Linked DNA regions of Ovis aries: region 1 is linked to region 2. Evidence: chromatin contacts called from public Hi-C data. All regions are on one chromosome and are shown on one strand. Each heading gives the region's core, a stretch centred on a gene start, on an enhancer-like site or on the middle of the called end of the contact. The rest is flanking DNA. Distances are from core to core; before and after follow the strand shown. Region 1 holds the start of STK24 (serine/threonine kinase 24). Region 2 overlaps FARP1 (FERM, ARH/RhoGEF and pleckstrin domain protein 1).

Region 1 (2,727 bases), core at 164-2,663, 100 kb after region 2:
GGGGGGAACAAAACTTTTGAGAGATACCGTAACCGTTCCGTTGAGATTTTTAATCCCAAACATTTGCCACCATTTACCCGTTTATACACATCACAAACTAGCCGAGGAAGGTGGTTTTTATTTTTCAAACGCCTAAACATAATCCCCGAAGGCGAAAAACTTTCTTTGATGCATCCTCGCCCCCACTCCAGAAAAAAATTATTAAGCCGCTGGGAGGCCAACAGGCCACAAAGAAGCCACGGAGAGGGTTAGTGGGAAGGGACTCTCCGTGGTCGGATCCAATCGAGTTTCCAAGTCCAGCCCAGAGTCCCGGGACCCACGCTGTCCGAGTGCAAGCTGTCCGATCGATTCCTCCCTTCCAGAACGGACTTCCAGGCTTCGCACCTTCCCGTCCGTCTGCACCGGGAGGAAGCGCGCGGAGCAACGCGCTGAAAGCGGAGCTGGCGCTTACCCCTTCCTCTCCCCGCCCTGTCTCCTCCACCCGCCGGGCCGGGACGAGCCGGGGCGCGCCCGGGGGCCCCCTCTCCGGGGTAGGGGGGGTGGGGAGGGACAAGGGCCTCCACCGCTGCCCACCCCTAGCCCGCACCCGGGCCCCGAGAACGAGCCGGGCCTCCAAGGGCATTTCTCCACATCACTTCTTCCCAGGGGATGGGCCGGCGCGGGGCCTGCTGCTCGGGAGGGGGACGCGAGGAGGGCGACTGGGCCAGCAGCGCACATTCTCCCCTCCCCGGACCACCGGGACTCCCGGCCCGCGAGGGCCGCCTCCGGGCCGCGGCCCCCCAGGTCCCTTCACGACCCCCACCCCACCCGCGAGACCCGGGCCGCGGGGCCGGGCAGGACGCCCCGGAGGCGGCGAGCGCGGCGCGGGAGGCCGGCGCGACCCCGGAAGGGGCAGCGTTCGGGGGAACTGGGGGTTGGGGGAGCGGCCGTGTTTACACCGCCAAGTTCCCCGCTTCCGCCCCGGCCCGCGCATCCCTCCCGCCCCTCGGCGGCCCGGTTCCTGCCTGTACCTGCATGCCGGGCAGGCCCGACTGCACCGGGGAGTGAGCCATGGCGGTCAGGACGGCCACTTCCTGGGACGGGACGGCCGGGCCGCGGCGATCCGCGCGGGCGACGAGGCCCGCGGGCCGCGCGCAGCCCTCCTCGGGCGGCCGGGGGCGGGAGATGGGGGGCCGGCCGGCCGGAGCCCGAGGCCACCCTAGCCCCCCGTGGGTCCTGGGCCGGGCGGCGGGCTCAGGGGCGGGTGGCGGGCCTCGTCTCCATGCACCGCGCCGGGGACGGGCTGCGAGGAGCGCGGGGCCTCCCTACGAGCGGCCGCCCTGCTGCTGCTGCTGCCGCCGCCGCCGCCGCCGCCGCTGCTGCTGGACTGGAACCGGGCGGCCTGGGCCCGCGCGCTGGCGCCTGGAGCTGGAGTGGGGCGCGCACCGCCGGCCGAGCCCGCGAGCGCCGAGCGCGCCCCGCCCCGGCCCGGCCCCCGCGCCCGCCCCCGCGGCCGGGCCGGGGACCCCGCCCCGCGCTTCCGGGAGGGGGAGGAGGCTCGCGGCCGCCCGGCGCCCTAGGCCGCAGCGGTCCGCGCCGCCGCCGGGCCGGGCCGGGTAGAGGTCCGCGCGGCTCCCGCGGGCTAGACCAGGTGGAGGGGGACGCGCGGGCGGGTGCGGGGCTAGGGGCCTCAGTTAGCGGGGGGCAGGGGTCCCCCCCGGTGGTGAGATGGGAGGGCGCGGGTCTTCGGAGTCAGGGATGGGCCATGCGCCCACCCCGCCCTGCAGGCCCGGGCCGGTCGGACGCCCCGGGGGATCTGGGCTTGCCTTCCAAAGAAGCCCACCCCTCTCGGCCTGGCGACGGGCCCCAGGCCACTTCCCCGAGGGCAGAGCCTGGGGACCCGGCGGGGGCCTCGGCCAGCGGCCGGTTCAAAACTACCGGGGCGGAGCTTCTTCGGTGTCCGGGTGAAGTTTCCAAACCAACCCAAGGAGGAAGCCCTCCGGGAGGGGAGAGGCCGAAAGCGGTTCGTTTCCCGTGCTTTGGCTGCTTGAAAGCACTTGGAATACTAGGAGCTGTGAACTTAGCCAACAAACAGTGAGGGGGCTGAACCCCATCGTCTCTGGGCCCCGGACCAAGGCGTGGGGGCGGGGGACGTCCACCCACCAGAAGGGAGAAGCGGGCAGGGAGGGCCGAGGAGGAAGGGAAGACAATGGAAGGAAACGATGTCTAGACTTTCCCCTGCCTCTCTCCCGCTCTTTCGGCTGCCTCCACCTTCTGGTCACCTCTCCTCCGACTCCAGAGGAAAGAAGCAAGAAGGAGTGAGTCACTGCTGCCTCCAGAAAGTAGTAGTTTGTTTACAACGACCAACAGCGGCAGTCCCCTGAAGGGACCGGCTGCAGCTGGGGTTGCTAGGACCCCGACGTCTACATTCGTGCCCGTGAATGACGTTGCACCAAGGCTGGGTGAGGCTGGACCTCCAAAAATTAGCCCATAGAGTTCGCAGACCGCTGGAAGAAGTTGAAAAGCCCTCCACCGAATGAGGGGTGTTTCTTAGAGGTGTCAACTGGATTCAGAGTTCCCTGCGGTGCTCTGGATCAGATAAGCAATGACTTAAAAACCTACTCCCCGCTTTCCTTTGGGAAATTATGCATGTTTTGTATCCTCAGCATCTTCCAGGATACTTTCAGATACCTCACGGTGGTCCCTGGTGTGCGACCGTCACTGAGCCCTGAAACCCTGCCACCCCCA
Region 2 (2,909 bases), core at 366-2,865:
CACGCCCCCCTCCAGAGAGGGGTTCTCCCTCTTCCCAAGAAAATACCCATCCTCCTCCTCCCTCCCTTCATACTTCGCAGGGCATCTGTTGGCAGAGCTTGCCAACCAGAGATTTCCTCCAGGGAACAGGGATGTTTCCAGCAAGGAAGGAGCAGGGAAGAAGAACCAGTGATCTTCCCTGAAGAGATACCTGATCAGATCTGCTGTCCAGGCGAGGCTACGGGGAAGGGCCGTGCTGTGCATGAGAAATCCTCTTTATACTCATCTTTACGTGTAGTCAGGGCCATAGAGAAGTAGAGAATTCGGTAAGAAACCGCCTCTTTAATCCCTGGAGGCACACAGGACGCCGCCCAGACACAGCCCTCTGGGTGACAGTCAGCCTTGTGCAACCCCGTGTGTGCAGGGTCGGCTGAGTGGCAGAGCCGGTCAGCACGTGGTGACCACAGCCCAGATCCTGCCCACCTCCTGCCTGGTTCTAGCCTGTCAGTGAAGAATGGGGGTTTTCCATTTTTGAATGGTTACTATAGAGATCCAAATACTTGCTCTGTGATCCTTGGAGGAAAAATCTGCTGAGGGCTGCAGCCCATGGAAGTGAGCCCCAGGCCAGTGGTTTTAAGGTGGCAGTTCCAAAGACAACTGCAGCCAAGAGAAAGGATTTTTTGGACTCTGTCTGGAGGAAGTTATTGGATTCAGTATAAAAAAATAAGCAGCATAAGGAAAGAAAAATGTGCTAATCTCCTTCCTCCACAGTGAGACGTGTGTGGAACCTTAACACTGTTGCAGAAGCATCAAAGCACCGCTTGGTTGCCACGCTCACCTGCTGAAACTCCCGCCAGTGGGCGAGTGGCAGCCGGAAGGGGTGATGGCACACTGTCCGCAGTGCCCCTGGCCATGGGCAACAGCTCTGCCTCCTTCCTTCCCTCAGCCGACCACTCCGTTTGCCCATCAGACCGCGGGCAACCTGTCGTCAATTTAAACTCCTTTCTTAGGGGCGTTAATTAAAAGTGCCTGTTTGAGTAAATACAGAAAAGTCCCAAAGGGAGAGAGTACAGTAGACAGGTATAATTGTATATATATATTTTTTATTGTGGTGAGTTTGCCTATTTCACCATTTTGAAGTGAACGATTTAGTGGTGGCGATGACAAGGCTATGCGATCGTCACCGTCCACTTCTTTTCGTTGAGTCTTCCTGGCAAGGAGCTGCTGGCTTATCAGAGTCGTGGAGGCGCCTTCTTAGGGTCCTCCGAGAGGTGACACGGGGGCTCTGGAGGGAGGACTCGGCTGGGAGTGCACAGTGATGTGAGTTCAGGAATGCCTGATCCCACCAGTGCTGTCTGTGCAGGGCGGAGGACGGCCTCAGAAGGCACTGCGTTGAAAGCTACGTTCCAGCCACAGCCACCAGGTGGCGGTCAGGAGCCGCTGGCTGGCGTGGGGCTCCCCAGAGCTTAGAATGGACAGGGAGGGGTCCTTTCTCAGAGATGCTGTAACAAACACCGCCAACAGGTTGTCCTGGAGGTCAGAAATCCAGACTCACTGTGGCTAGGGGCACAGGCTCCCTCTGAAGCCCGTGAGGCAGGAAGCTTCCTCGCCTCCCCGGCTTCTGGGGTTGAAGGCCAGCCTTGGTGTGTTGGGGGGTGTAGACACATCGCTTGAGTCAGTCTGGGTCCACGTAGGCACGTCCTCTCCTCATGAGGACGTCAGCCATAGTGGATACAGGCCTGTATCCTCCTCATTCTACATCTGATGACCCTATTTCCCTGTATGGTCCCATTGGGAGGTACTGGAGGGGGGAGTTAGGACTTCAAGATATTACTGGAGGACATCATTCAACCAGACAGGAAAGTAAACCAGGTTCAAGTCACTCTCCCAAGGGTTTCGCCCCCTACCAGGGAGAAAGGTCATTTTGGTAAGTCATCCTTGGGAAGCCTGTCCGTGGGGGCGCCCCCACCTGTACTCCTTCCAGGCCTCCCTGTCTTGCAGAATCAGCTGTCTGGGAACCTGCTGAGGAAATTCAAAAACAGCAACGGGTGGCAGAAGCTGTGGGTGGTCTTCACGAACTTCTGCCTCTTCTTCTACAAATCGCACCAGGTAGGTGGATGCTGAAGGACCCTCCCCCAGCACCCTCTGATCTTGGGGGACAGGCAGCTTTCCTCTGGAAGGATGAACTTGAGCCGCCCAGCCAGGCCATGCAAGGGCACAGCCATCAGAGACCCCTCAGGTCCAAGTGGAGGCTTCCACCTTGAAAAGGGCCATCTGTCTGCCGGTTGGACCAGGGAGGGGGGAGATGGCTTTAACAGGTTGCTGACACGCTGGTGTCCAGCTAACCCATCCAGGCCAGGACCTCTCAGCTAAAACTGACCATGATAGGGCGAGAGGCTGCAGGCAGGCTCCACGCCTGCGGCCGCCTCTCCAAAACACCCCCTACCCTCTTTCCAGGACAATCACCCCCTTGCCAGCCTGCCTCTGCTTGGCTACTCGCTCACCATCCCCTCAGAGTCCGAGGACATCCACAAAGATTACGTGTTCAAGCTGCATTTCAAGTCCCACGTGTACTACTTCAGGGCCGAAAGCGAATACACGTTTGAAAGGTAAGTGTTCCTCGGCACCTGCAGACGGGACACTTCTCCTGAGCTGTGGGCAGTCTCCCAAGCGAGTGAGCGTTGTAAGGCCATCCTACCAGCAGCTACCTTCAGCCCAGACATCCGCTTCTTTAAGTATCTCATAAGATCTGGGTTCCCTCTGGCCAATGCAAGGATGCACCTGTTTCCCTAGGATAATGGAAGCGTGACTTTCCCTGGAAACATCAGGCCTTAACCTGGACGCTGGTTCAGACACTATGCATGGCACACTTTTTGATCTTGAACTTGTTTTCCAGTTAATGGCAAAAGTAGCTGAGCCCTTTGGGCCAC

What was found. Hi-C and Micro-C count contacts between places; a contact is called where the count stands out from the background.
Region 1: a contact with region 2 is called in a Hi-C map of hypothalamus, with 1.7 times the contacts expected there. The contact joins the promoter of STK24 here to the enhancer-like site in region 2. A contact is called at or near these places in 3 of 16 Hi-C or Micro-C datasets (hypothalamus, muscle and tail adipose tissue).

The regions. Positions count from the first base shown.
Region 1 is chr10:74,892,319-74,895,045 of ARS-UI_Ramb_v3.0, forward strand. It overlaps STK24 (serine/threonine kinase 24), which reads right to left and starts at 1,414. Exons shown (of 11, transcript XM_012184878.4): 1 at 1,011-1,414. The coding sequence starts at 1,052. It overlaps LOC121820461 (a long non-coding RNA gene), which reads left to right and starts at 1,530. Exons shown (of 2, transcript XR_006061002.2): 1 at 1,530-1,630; 2 at 2,279-2,727.
Region 2 is chr10:74,790,111-74,793,019 of ARS-UI_Ramb_v3.0, forward strand. It overlaps FARP1 (FERM, ARH/RhoGEF and pleckstrin domain protein 1), which reads left to right. Exons shown (of 27, transcript XM_042255017.2): 25 at 1,981-2,088; 26 at 2,437-2,588. Among named protein-coding and RNA genes, the nearest start is that of TRNAC-ACA, 29 kb to the right of the region's middle. Within about 2 kb of position 1,616, at least 4 of the 54 cell types and tissues checked have an H3K27ac peak or open chromatin away from gene starts, as enhancers often do. A contact at or near this core is called in hypothalamus, where this site is marked.